Regions from separate parts of the Urocitellus parryii genome. Here region 1 is linked to region 2. Evidence: chromatin contacts called from public Hi-C data. All regions are on one chromosome and are shown on one strand. The core of a region is the stretch at or near the end of the contact, and the rest is flanking DNA. Distances in the headings are between cores, read along the strand shown. Region 1 holds the start of Phykpl (5-phosphohydroxy-L-lysine phospho-lyase). Region 2 holds the start of Col23a1 (collagen type XXIII alpha 1 chain).

The links. A called contact is a pair of places that touch in the nucleus more often than the background predicts.
Region 1: a contact with region 2 is called in a Hi-C map of liver, with 5 times the contacts expected there. The contact joins the promoter of Phykpl here to the promoter of Col23a1 in region 2. A contact is called at or near these places in 2 of 2 Hi-C or Micro-C datasets (liver and muscle).

The regions. Positions count from the first base shown.
Region 1 is chr1:134,557,806-134,564,308 of mUroPar1.hap1, reverse strand. Phykpl (5-phosphohydroxy-L-lysine phospho-lyase) reads right to left here and starts at 3,183. Exons shown (of 13, transcript XM_026413082.2): 1 at 3,029-3,183; 2 at 2,033-2,151; 3 at 722-881. The coding sequence starts at 3,087.
Region 2 is chr1:134,199,816-134,207,282 of mUroPar1.hap1, reverse strand. Col23a1 (collagen type XXIII alpha 1 chain) reads right to left here and starts at 2,003. Exons shown (of 29, transcript XM_026413108.1): 1 at 1,535-2,003. The coding sequence starts at 1,837.

The DNA of each region.
Region 1 (6,503 bases), core at 1,934-4,433, 360 kb before region 2:
ACATCACTTCCCTAACTAAACCCCTCTGATGTCTTCCCAGTGCTCTGAGGATACAGTGTCCTCACTTGATGGATAAGGTCCTTGGGTGATGGGCCCTGGGTCCCTCTCCAGAGTTAGCTCACACCCTTTCCTCTTCCTCTTTCAGTTCTTCAAGTGTGCCAGGATGCTGTGCCCCTTCCTATGACAGGGCCTTTGCACAAGTTGTTCCGTGTGGTGACCGACCTAGACAAGAGTATTTGTGGTGGAGTAGGAAGCACCCTTCCTTCCTTTTCCCCTAGTTTTCTCCTGAGCTTTTAGCTTAACATTGTTTCCTCAGGGAAACCTTCCTGACCTTCCAGAACAGGTCAGGTCCCCCCAAATTTTTGGGCCTCATTATACCATATGCTTTTTCTCCAGACAATAACTTTTCTTGGTAATTTTATATTTCTTTGAAGAATCATTTGATGTTTCTGCTTCTACTAAGCAGGGGTCTTTGGGCCTTATGGAAGGCAGAAATAAAGGAACACATTAATTCATCAAGCCCCAACAATGATCCTGGAAGAGAGGCAATGACATCCTTTACTAAAAGAGAAGAAAATTGGATCCAACAGAAAAAGAACCAGGATCCACACTTAGGAAGCACAGAAGCCTCTCCCTGAAGCCTACACCATGCTGTGCCTATGTGAGTGATTCTTCTTTGGTGCCTCACTCTCTTGCTAGGGGCTGGCTGCAGTTCACTTACCCGGAATTCAGGAAATAAAACACACAGAGCTTCTCTGGCAGGGTCTCCGACAGCCTCTGTGCATAATCCACGATGTTGTCGTGAAGGTATCTGCTGTTGGTGTTGAGCACCTGGTTCTGTTCATGTGCAGCTTGGACCACGAGAGGGTGGCAGTGCCCGACTGCAAGAGGGCCACCTCCATCAAATGGCCGACTCCACTCGGCCAGTCCCACTGGGCCTCCCCCAGCCCCATTCTGGAAACCCAGCCAGGGGAGATGCAGTTACAAAGGGAGAGGTGGAAAGAGATGAGTTTAAGATGGGAGGGGGGGAGGCGGGGATGATGAATCTGGAAAGGAAGATCTAAAAAGAAGTTCCTGGGATTCCAGCAGAAGGAAAAGATTCTCTAGCAGAAATCCTATTTAGACAAACTATGCCTTTAAGAAGGCTTCTGTAGGCCTTTTCCTTGAGAGGCAAGGATCAGAGGTGATTGTCACATGGCTTGACTTGACCAGCTGGTGGGGGCTGGAGGTAATCTTTATTGCCAAAGGCCAAGGATAATAACAAGGAACATGCACTGAGAGCTTGCCTAACATCAGGCACATTCAAAACTAAATTTTGTTAGTTAACACACATAATTCTCTAGAACACTTGGAGGTGAATGTCTAGTAGTACATGGTCTATTATGCAGACGAGCAAATAGGTATAGAGAATGAAGAAACTTGTTCAAAATCACAAAGTTGGTAAGTTAGCAAAAGCTAGAGCCCTGGCTTTTTAAAAATATATATATTTTAGTTGTTGATAGACCTTTATTTTATTTATGTATTTATACGTGGTACTGAGAATCAAACCCAGTGCCTCACACATGTGAGGCAAGCCCTCTACCGCTGAGCTACAACTCCAGCCCTGAGCTCTGGCTTTTAACCTGTTTTATTCACCTCCATTTTGCCTCCTAATTCATGGACTCCTTTTCTTCCATCAGTTCTGGCAGTCCTAGCTGAGTGACTGAATTTCTGCTTCAATTTCCTTACCAGCACCTGAAATGGTCAGTGTAGCTGAATCCCTGCCATAATCCCTGTACTTGGTGACGGCTGTGCTGCAGTGCTGGTCATGGCTGGGCTGTCACTCTCTGAGCTCATCATCAGTCCCAGGTGGAACTGAATCCACACACCTAGACCTCTGACTCCTGCCTGGAGACTTCTACTGCTACTTGACAAAGACTGGGCGTTCTCTGCACATGGATGTGACTCAGCTCAAGCCAGGCTGTCTACAACTGGCATCAGATTCACAGCCTCAGCCTCCTCTCCTGCCCCACCAGCCTGAGGTGATACTGACCATGAGCCACATTGTTGATGCAATCGATGTATTCTCCCCCTTGTTCATCATACAGGTACTGCCCTTGGCCACGGACAATCTTAACTGGATCCTCAGGGAAAAAAAGTCTGCAGGAAGAGCTGTGGGGACAGACCAGAGGTGGACAGCCATGTCTGAAGACCTGAAGGGACCACCTACCTCCTCACCTCTTCCTGATTTCTGGAAAGAACAAAAACTTTAAGGACAAAGTGCTCTTTCCTTGCTGCCAGGCTCCTCATTCCATAGTAAAGAAGGAAAAGGATGGGGCAGGAAGTTGCTAAGACTTAAAATTGTTTAAGTCATATTAAGCCTCAGTGGCCTTGCTCATTTCCCTGTGTGCCCACATCAGTTGCTCAGATCCTGGGAAAAGGAAGCTGCCCCAGTCAGACCCACGGGGACCCTGTATGGCTGTATAAGGAATGGCACCCTTAGGTAGCTGTCTCTCAGCCCTAAAGATTCCTTGCCAGTTAAGTGGCCCTGTTGCCCCAGATGTGTGCTAGTCTTGAGCTCTGGCTGGAGGATGCCTTCTCTTCCCCTGCCATGTCCCATTGAGGGCCCCTCTCGCAGGTCAAGTGCCTACTTCCTCTAACGCTGTGAAGGACTCCCCACCCAACCCTCGGTCTGAACTTTCAGCCCTCCCAGGATCACTCTCAAGTCAGGCCCTGGTCGTGCTGAAGGGCCACTAGTGGGCGAGGTCCGCCCAGATGCTAGGGCAAAGGCTGTCCTCCCCAGGCGCCCGTGGCGAGAGCTGCGGGGCGGGTGACATCGGTTCCCGAGCCTCAGGGTGGGCCCAGGAGCCAGCGGGAAGCCGCTGCGAGGAAGCAGCTGCGGGAACCGCCTGCCCAGGACTGCAGAGCTTCAGAACACGCGGGGTTGCGGCCCGGATAAGGCCGGGAAGGGATGGGAAGTCGCGGGCTCTGTGCCGGAGGCGCGTGCGCGTCGTGCGTGAGTGCGTCGTGCGTGCGCGCGCCTAGGTACCTGAGGAGCCGCTGCCGCAGGGACAGAGTGTCGGCCTTGGCTCGCTGATCGGTGGCCATGGCGCTGCGCTGTCAGTCGGTGCAGAGACGCAGCGCCGAGAGACTGGGCCGCGCGCGCTTGGAATCTAGGGCCCCGCCCCGGCCCCGCCCATGACTCCCCCGAGACTTTGGCCTCAAGTTTGCATCTCAGGCCCCGCCCCCAAGTGGCCCACTTCGCTTTAGTTCTTTCATTTTGGCAAACGAGCTTCGCAGGCTTCCGGCTAGCGAGTCATTCCTTGTCCTTCTCCCGCCGGGCCGGGTTTGCGTCCGCCCTGCCGAGTGCTGTCCTGGCTTTGGTTCCGGGACGCGCTTTTGGCGTACCCGCTTCACATACCCGTGCGTTGTCTCCCCTTGCCCGGAAGAAGTGTCCCCAGGTGATCCCGCCGCTGTTCCCAGCGCCCGATTGAGCAGCACTCAACCCTGGCAGGCTACGCTTGGACGAGTTGCCATCTCCGTGCATAAAAAATGATGCAGTGTGAGGATTAAATGAAAAATGTGCAAATGATATCCACCTGGGGCCTGGTATGCACCAGGGGCGGCAGAGTAGAAGACAGGCCTCTCCAGCTCCTGCAGGAGCAGCAGGAAAGCAGGGCACAAGGGGCATTACTGGGGCTAACTAAGGGCTGGACCTGATTCCTGCTGGAGTCCAGGCGGGGTGAATTTGAGAGGATTCAGTGTTTAGACTGGAAGAGAGTTGGGAAGTCTCCTGAGCTGTGTTATATTGTCCAGGAAACTGAGACCCAGGAAGGGAAAGGCCTTTGCTAAAGGCTTGACTCCAGTTTCAGGGAGTGAGAAGAAAAGATCTCCAAGGGATTGGAAGCCTGGAGAGCAGAGAGGTTCTTCCTCTTCCTGGGGGCACGAAGACTTCCTGCCTTGAACCTTAGAACAAGGAAGAACTTTGGACTGCCTCCTGAGGACGCTGGGAAGGAAGGCTTACACTTACCCTTGCTGGTGTGTATCTATCTTCTCATGATTCCCAGCTCTCTGCTTGGCTTCCTGATTGCTGATTTCTTCTTTTCCTCATAAAATTGTAGACTGCTTAAGGCATTTATTAAATAACATTCTTATATTCTTTTATTCCTTATGTTTTTTATTGTGGTAAAATACACATAACAAACTTTACCATTTTAGCCATTTTAACGGTACAATTCTGTGACAGTAAGTCCATTCCCATTGTTGTATAACCGTCGCCACCATCCACCCACAGAACTTTGTCATCTTCCTGAACTGAGTTTCTTATTTGTAACTGTACACAATTCTTGAAAAAATTCTAAAATTAACCATGAGAGGTTAATTGTTAATGGCATGTACTTCTTTTTTTGAGGGTCAAGGCCCCTTGTGTGTGTGAATGGGACTGCGGTCAATGGTTTTCTCAATGTACTGGCTCCTCCTCTTTGCTGGAGAGACCCATGTTCCTCTATGCCCTGCAGTTTCAGCTTTTAATTTTTTTTTTTTTGTGTGTGTGTGTGTATGTGTGGGTGTGTGTGGTGGGTGGGGTGGGGGGAGGAAGGGAGAGAGGAGAGAAAGTCCTGCCTGATTTCCATCTTCAGTGTTGTCTTACAGCCTAACATCCAGCCACAGGCATAGCCTAGGGCAGCTCAGAGCAGTCAGGTTGGCTCAGGGGCTTTCCTGCCATGGGGCAGAGGGCAAGAAGGCTGTACCCAGGATCAGTGAACATCTTACCTGCCCCTGGTTATCTAGGGTCAGGGGCTGATACAGTTGAAGGTCAGACCAGACTGGGACATTTCCTGGTTCAGATGATCTATCTATAGCTTCACTCTCTCCCTGCTCAGAAGAAGTCCATTCCTTTCTGCCTCTGGCCCATGCTAAGCATTTTCCCATCCGTTATCCCATGTGTGTCCTCCAAAGCTACACTGGAAGCAAGAGGGCATGGGATGGGAGGAAGGGGCTGAGCCAAGACTTGAACCTGTGTTTCTCAACTGGCATTCTTAGTGAGATGATTCATTGTTGGGCAATGAATTCATTGTTGGGCAGAACTGTCCTGTGCATTTCAAATGTTTGCTGTCCCTGGCTCTGCTTACTGAATGTCAGGAATGGTCTCCAATAATTGTGACAATCCAAAGCCTCCCCTGCATTTCTAGTGGTATCATAGGGATGAGGAGGAAATAAACTGGGTAAGCCCCCCTCTCCCAGGCCTCAGATTCATCTGGAAAAGGGTATAGTGGTCCTTGCTGTTAGTTTAGCTCTCAGTAAATATGCTTTTCTGTCTTTTGGAAGAGAAAAGATTGAAGCAGAGCTGCCCTTCTTGGCAGGGAGCCCTGAAGCCCCCTTCTCAGTCCTTGAGGCTCAGCAGTGAGGCAAGGCGCTCTGCAGTGTCTCAGCTGGGACCTTGAACTAGTCATTCAGTCTCCCACAGCCTCTCCTCCTTCACCCGAGCTGACTCAGCAGGTTCTACATACTGATGTTGGCAGTTGAGTTTGTATACTGGAGGATAGGAGGAATGGGGACACAAGAGGGCAGCAACGAGCCAAAAATGGTCCCATCCAGTCCAATGGGGTAGTAAATTGACCCCCTTAGTTGTCTGAGGGAAAAAAAAAGTGGCTTCTATCCCCACAAAGATCTACCTGTCAGCCACCCAGTATCATGGGGATGCCTAGCATTTTCCATTCCTGCTAAAGACAATTGGAGAATACCCAAGAGCCTGGGTCCAAGCCTGCCACTCCATCTTGGCAGTGCATCCCTGGGCAGGTGAGAGTCCCCTCTGATACTCAGTTTTCCCATATGGAAAATGGACCTAGTGTCACCTACCTCATAAGCCCCATCCCTCACAAGTCTAGGGAGGATATCAAGTGAAGTTCCTGGTTGGAGGGAGGAGTGAATTGCTAACTGTCAAGCGTAGATTTAGTAGGTTATGGGGACTCAAAAGGAGGCATTGACACCCAGAAGTTTCCACCAGTCATCAAGTTCACTGTGTTTCTCCTCCTTTTCCTACTTCTGGCTTCCCTGGTGAGCCAGTAGACTGGCTAAGCAGCACGGCCTGCTACTTATTACCAGCTCCTGAAGAGGTCAAAGATAGGGACTTGACATATTCCTCCTTCCTCACCCTGAGTATGACTGGGCTGCTGTGCTTAGCAAGGAGGGCATACATTTGGGGTCTTGTGGTATGGGGGGAACTACCCATATTGTAGCCCTTCTTAGGCCCCAGACCTTGGGGAAAGGATGTCTGAGACACTCTACCTATAGGTCCCTTCTTTTCTATACCACCATGGATGTGCTTGGTTTTGTCCTCTGTAAAATGGGCATATTTGCTGGGTCCTTCTCTTAGGGATATTGCGAGGCCCAGTTGACATTAGAGCTATGGAAATGCTTTGCAAGATTGGCTCTCGCTTGGTCTTAGAGTGGGGAGAAGAGAGGAAAATCTGAGTCCCCAGTGCTTCAGAGTGTCTGATAAGTCAGTCCTAGATTCTTTCTGTATT
Region 2 (7,467 bases), core at 754-3,253:
GGGCCCTCCATAAATCAATTCAACACCCTGGTCTCTAGGGATTTGCCAAAAGATAATAGACAGCAATTATAAAACCATTGCCAGGAGTTGCCAGCAGGGTTCGGGGAAATTTTTGAAGTCTGTAGGCACTTTCAAGGGGGAAGAGAGGAAATCATTTTAGGAAACAGCAATTTTGCCCAGAATCAAGTAAAAGAGATGTAAAACTGGCTTAAAGTGACTAAGAAATAGGTGTGGTGAACAAGGAGGTATGATATGTGTTCTTCCATTCTCCCTACGATGCCAGATTAACTTGACAATGGATACAGAGTGCAATATATGTTTGGTGGTGTGGATGGAACCCAGGGCCTCGCTCATGCTAAAGAAGCACTCTACCATCAAGCTACACCTCCAGCTCTCCACAGTGTGACATATTAGTAAGGATCACAGTAGGCTATGGTTTAGGGAATTGGTGGTAACAGGCCTGCCCTCCCTGTCCTCTACCATGAAACACTTGCCTCATTTCCTACAGCACTTGAGGATGTCCTTTGGGATCTTGGGTAGCCACCCTTCCCAAGAGGAAGAGTCCACTCAGGCAGGGGAGATGGCAAGGCCAAAAGCAGCTCTGGCCAGTGCATTGGTGCCTGTTCCTGTTCTATGGGGAGAACTAATGCACCAAACCCGGAAACTAAAACCAACTTTGAGGTCCCAAATGTGGCTCCTGCTCTGAAGACAGCAATCCTAACTCTTTAGATGAATCTCAGAGACTCACAGGACATTACCAACCTGGAGTTGGGGGATGGATCAAATTCGCATTGCAGGTGTGACAACTCAGGATGCGATGCGTCCCCACTGCTCAGGTGGCATCACTCGAAACCAGAATGTAGATGTCGGGCCTTGTTTTTACTTCCCCTCAACCTACCCAGCTAATGTGGACACCGCGCTCAGTCACGGCAGCCTGGGGGCATAGCATATCCAGGATGGAGCTGCTTCCAAACTTTAGTTTCCAAACTTTAGTTAGCACCTAGGACTAATGCGACCCCTCCAAGACCCTGAAGCTTGTCTTAAGTTTCCCTCTACTGTGGCCACCGGCTGCTTCAGGTAGACCAGTGATGGGAACTAGAGTCTGCGGACACTTCCAGCGTGAGCCTTGTCATTAACTGGGGCTCTCCACCGCAGGCGGGAAGTACTGTGTCCTAGTGCACACAACTGAGAAGACCAGCTCCCAGGACAGTTACTCCAAGTCTGTGGTCTTAATTTTCCCTTCTCCTGCTGTTCCCCTAAATGGTTCTTTTGGCTTTCTTTCCCCCTATCCGCAAACCCTGGCAGAAGATTCTGAGGAGGGAGCAAAGACAGCAGGACCACTCTGGGTCGGCAGCCCCAGTCTCCATCCTGGTGTGGGCCTCCTAGATGTCCTCTACAGCGCCCAGCCCCAGGGCGACCCCTCCCCAGGGCAACAGACACGCCGCCCCTGGCTCTCGGAGCACTGACCTTCCCCCAGCTCCCCCGTCCCCGGATTCCGGTGGGACCACCCCTGCCCCGCTCCCGAGCGCCTCACCTCGCGCAGCAGACGCTCCAGGTGCGGCTCGGCCCAGGCGTCCAGGGTGCCCGGCGGCCCCGAGCGCCGCAGGAGCTCCCGCTCTTCCTCGAGCGCCGACACCCGGCCCTGCAGCGCGGCTGCCTGGGCGCCCAGCAGCAGGCAGGCGGCCGCCGAGCCCACGGAGAGCAGCAGGCACAACGCGCTCACCGCCCGCGACCCGGCGGTCGTCGCGGGGCGCCCTCCGCCTCCGCTCCCAGCGGGGCTGCTCTTCTGCGCGTCGTCGCAGCTCCCGCCACCACCGGCGCGCTCGCCTAGACTCATGGCGTGCTTGACGCACGAGGGCTCTCCGAGGGTACCACGCAGAACTGGGGCAGCAGACTGAGCGCACAGGAGAGCCCGAGGCACGAGGACGTCCCAGCGCGGGGCTTGGCCTTCGGGTAGTAGCGGATCGCGGCGCACGCCCCCTTCTCCTCGCCAGCTCCTCCACAGCGGCCACTTCGGACAGTTTCCTCTATGCAAATAGACCCTGCCAGAAAAGGAGCCGGGACCCACCCAGGGGAGGAGCGGCCTGGTCGTTCTCCCTCGGCGAGGGGCGGGGGCGAGAAGGGAGTCAGCTCTTGAGAGCTATTCGGGTGAGCCAGACTGACCCAGTGCGCCGCGCGCCCTCAGCCCTCACCTGGCCCGGGCGCCGGGTTACATACATCCCAGCGTGAGCGCCTTTGTGACTTCCAGGCCATGGTCTCCACAGCGATCCCCAAAAGTACGACATGCGTCCAGAGAGTCAGTGCGTCTTCTGCAGCCCACTCATTTTGGAGCGCCAATTGTGCCTTGGGAGCATTCACCTAAACTTTTGTGATTTAACCTTTCGGACACTTTTTAAATAAAAGTTCAAACTCCAAATCCTGAGGAAAACAGTGGTTCGGTCCTAGATGGTGGCTTAGCGCCGCTTGGCGGCCAAAAAAGACGTCTGCAGATTGGCATTTAGAGACACAGTCAGAACCCAGATTGAGACAAAGAGAAAGATGCCTGTTAGAATCTTAATTCTCTCACCATGTATTATAGGTTAGGTATGGTGCTAGAAACAAGATGAGAAGACTTTGTTTCTGACCCAAAGGGAGAAGTTAGTTGAGAACAGACTATATAACAAATGGGAAAAGATGTGGAAAGGAACTCCAGCTTCTGAACTCGATGACTTAATTTTGCGGTAGAAACATAACTCAGCCAAAAATAATCATCTAATATGTGTCATATTTAACCTGAACTGCCATCGTGCTGCATATTTACATCATGGCGTTAAGGCAGAAAAGCTCTAGATACAGTTGTGTCCAGAGAAGAGAATAAAACTTACTTGCAGAAGTGGCCCAGTCTTGGCAGGAGAGGAGAGGAAGGCTTTCTGCTTGCTGGCAGTTCTATCAGGCACATTTATAGCCCAAAATGGGTCCCAAGCAACTCCTCTGGTATCCAATTAACCACCACTAGTGTATTAGATCTTTGTAATTTGGACAACTCTGAGATTGTCTTTTAGAAAAAGATGTACCTCTCTTCTTTCTCATTTTTCTGGATATCTTATTTTTTTGCAGATGGATTACTTCTCTCTTAAAACTGTTGAAGCCTACAGCTAACAGGTTCCTCCTGCTTCCTTGAGGGCAAAGGTACCCTAGAAATTGCTTGATAAGAAACAGAAGGTGGTTGGCATCTCACATCTGCAACTTTGTAGCTGTGGCCTTGCATAAATTGGGGTTATGGTTGGATGGTTATACAGTCTTGGCCTTATGATAAAATTGAGTGTATGGTCAATAAATAATCTGTGAAGTACCTGTTAAGCAAACTTGATCATCTACTCATTAAAGGGACTAACATCATATTACAAGTTAGTATTCATTCTTACTATAAAAACATGTAAATTGTCCTTATTAAAAAAAGAAACCTATGTTAATGTTAGTGCCTGTACTATTCACTGTATTCCAGAGGCTTCTGTGTATTGAACAAACCAAGCTCATTAGGCCGTTGGGCCTTTGCTCTTCCCTGCTACCTTGCCTTCTGGATTATCCTCCTCCCTAATCTTTGAATAGCAAGTTCCTCCTTATCCTTCAGGTCAAGGTCTCCAGGTCTTCAGCCTCTTGTCTGAAAGGCCTTCCTTCCCAAACTGCCTAATTGAAGGTGCTTCTATCTTTAGTTCTCCGCAGAAGGACTGATTAGGGAATGGGGGCATTTATCACTGAAGTTACCTTTTAACCACATACTCTTTATTCACCACTGTCTTCTCAAAGAACAGAACACTATCTGGCACATAGTTGGAACATTTATCATTGAAGTTACCTTTTAACCATATCCCCTTGTCATTCACCATTGTCTTCTCAAAGAACAGAACACTATCTGGCACAGAGTCAGTGCTCAATAAATGCATTAAGATGAAAAATGCCTACTGCCCCCAACTCATTTTAAAAGGCAAGAAAGAAATCACTCTTACATATGCAAGTTGTGATCCTAAAGGAAAAGATATCGACAATTTACATGGAATGAAGGGAAGCCAGCCAGATACTGAAGTACTCTGATGCTATCTACAGTGGGAAGCCATTATTACCACCCCATCTAGCTGAAGAGGGAAAAAAATGTTCCCAGAACCCTGTGAAAGCTTAGAGCTGTGAGAGGAGCTCTGACCCTTGGTAAAATTCACAGCTTCTGCCAAACTGTATCCTGGAAAGGAGGGAACTGGAGAAATATCACTCAACTTTTCCCTGCTGGGGTCTCCCATTATCCAAACCTCCAAAAAAGGTCAGCCCTAAAGGGCAGAGTCAGAGTGTAGAGGTCTGATGATTGAGAAGGACTCAGAATCTTCAATATAAGAGCATTAAAGAATATTTTACAAAATAGGGATTTGGGTGAGATAGGATTAATAACCATGGCAGAATACCATAAATAAAGTCAATAATGACAAAGTTTAAATATGTTCAATATGCTGTTCAAGAAGGCAGGGGTATGTAATCTAAGTATTTCCAGCAAAAAAATAAATAAATAAATAAAAATAAACTATAAGGTTTTAAGGGATAAACTAATTACATGAGGGAAATTGTCACATAGGGAAAATCACCAGCTCTTCACTTGGTGCCTTAATTTCAGCCCTGGCTCTACTAGCAACTCAGTGTATTTATCGGAAGCAAATTAACTACCTTCTGACTCTGTGTTCAGTTTTTAAAATTCAGATATTGACAGGGACCAGCCAAATTTACCCTCCTGTCTGAAACAAACAGAAAACTAACTGTATAAAATGGCAGTTTTTGAGACACTGGCTATCAAGCAACAATAAGGACAGTGATCCTTGGGAGATGGGAAACAAAGTGAACCCAAGGATGCTCTTATCAGGCTAAGCACAGGGAAAGGTCCCAAGCAGCTGACCTAAAGCAGAGAGAAAGCTGTGAGTTTACGAAGGCCAAAGCCATTAGTAGTTGCAGAGCAGACAACTGGAGGACAGCCACTATGGAGTTAGAAACCACGCCAAAGGAGGACTGTAATCCTGAGTGGAAACAAACCCACAACTAACAAAAGGCCAGTGTGAAAAATCTGATAATTCAGAGGGTATGAGGTGGAGTACTCAAAGTTTCTGACTAAGTAGTAGAGGGAAAAACTAGCCCTACACTAAATAAACATTGCCTAACAAAGCTTAAAACTAAAGCCTGAAAAAATCAAACTGATTGAAATAACTTAACCATGTTCATAATAGAAATAAAGTTTACAAGGATACAAAATAGAGTAAAACAAGATGCAAAATTACCAGGAATGTAAGAAAATGTGACCCAGAATAGAAGAGCAACTGGTCAAAACCAATCTAGAAATGACAGAGAATTAGATAAAGGTATTAAATTATAACTATATTCATATGTTCAAAGAACTAGAGGAAAGATTGAAAATGTCAAGTAGAGACACGAAAGATTAAAAAAAAACAATAAAATTCTAGAGAATGTTTGAGATGAAAAATACACTGGATGGAAACAGTGGATGTGTAACCGATGTGATTCTGCAATCTGTATACGGTGTAAAAATGGGAATTCATAACCCACTTGAATCAAATTTGTGAAATATGATATGTCAAGAACTATGTAATGTTTTGAACAACCAACAATAAAAATTAAAAAAAATTAAAATTACATTTAAAGTGGAAAAAAATACACTGGATGGGATTAAAGGAAGATTAGACACTATAGAAAGATTAATAAACCTGAAAATACAGCAAAAGAATCAAAATGAAAGAGGAAAATAATGCAAAACATAAAAAACAAAAACACAAACAGAGCATCAGTGAGTTGTACAATAATTTCAAAGGGACTAATAAACACATAACTCAAGTGCCTAGAGGGCATAAAAATTCTGAATGGCTAAAAATTAATTTTCCAAATATGATAATAAACTTATGAATTCAAGAAGTTTAAGGAACGGAGGCACAAAAACACAAAGACAACTACACAATGCAGGCACATTATAAATTGCTTGAAATGAGTGGTTAAATAAAGATTAAAAAAACTTAAAGCAACTAGAAAAAAAAGCATACAGAAAAAATGAAAATAGCAATTTCTTGTTGGAAGCAATGCAACCCAGAATATAGGAAAGCAACATATTTTGTCAAACTAGAATTCTATATCTAGCAAATATATCTTTCAAGAAACAAAGGCTTCTAGACTCTCAAACATGCAAAAGGATGGAAGAATTCATCACCATTGGACCCACATAAAAAAAGTAGTTTATGGAAGCAATTCACACAGAAGGAACACCATATTAGAGGAAAATGAGTTTATACAAAGGACTGAAAAGCACCAGAAATTTCTCACTGAAAGATAATCAGTGGCTTAAAGCAAAAATAACAAATGTTTTGTGGGTCTTTAATATATAGCTAAGTAAAATATAAGACAATAGTATCAGGAAAGAAGAAATGGTAGTTTACTATTGTGCAATTCTTATATATGAAATTGTATAATATCACTTAAAAGTGTACTGTGATAAGGTTGTGTACTACACTCTAAAGTGATTGCTAAACACACAATAGTTACAGCTAATAAATCACCAAAAGTGATAAAATGGGAATCATGAAAAAAATAAGATAGAAAAAGAGGGAAACGAAACAAAGAATAGGACAAACCGGAAATAGCAAAATAGTGAATCTAGAGCCACCTAGATCAATAATCACATTAAATATAGTCTAAACCCAGTTAAGATAGAAAAAGACATACTATGTTAACATTAAAATAATGATGATCTCTTATTTGCAGTCATTTATAATTGTTCCTATAGGACTAACAGGAAAATATTTCTTAAACTATAGAATACTGCAAAGAATATAGTGGGGGGCTGCGGTTGCAGCTCAGTGGTACAGCACTTGCCTATCATGTGGCAAGGCACTGGGTTTGATCCTCAGTACCACATAAATATAAACATACAAAATAAAAGTATTGTGTCCATCTATAGCTAAAAAAAATTACTAAAGAGGGAACAAGTCAAGAAATGGTGAAAAATAATTACCATCAGCACTTCATGTAACTTATTTCATTTGCTCCTCACAACTACTTTCAGAAAGTTAAGTATTATTTCTCCAATTCATAGATGGGGATACTAGAGAGAATACAGTACTTAATAACATACACATGGTACCAAGGTCTGAATTCAACTGATTCTATAGGCAAGCAAACCACACTGTTCTCAGGTATGTGGTTGTTGATACTTGTTTCTAAAGTGCTCTGAAAAGCATAAGGTAAAAAATATCAAGATTTTTAAAAATTAAATTTCCCTATCAATGAGATCCTCTCCAAATCACATAAGCCATTCATCCTCAAAACTGTACTTGCCCATGCTGTCTTTTAATTACAAGCAAGCACTTTTAAAAATTTAACACTGGTTTTCAAATTTAAAACTATATATATAATAGAAAAAATTTAAGTCACCTGGGTGGAGGGAAGGCATCC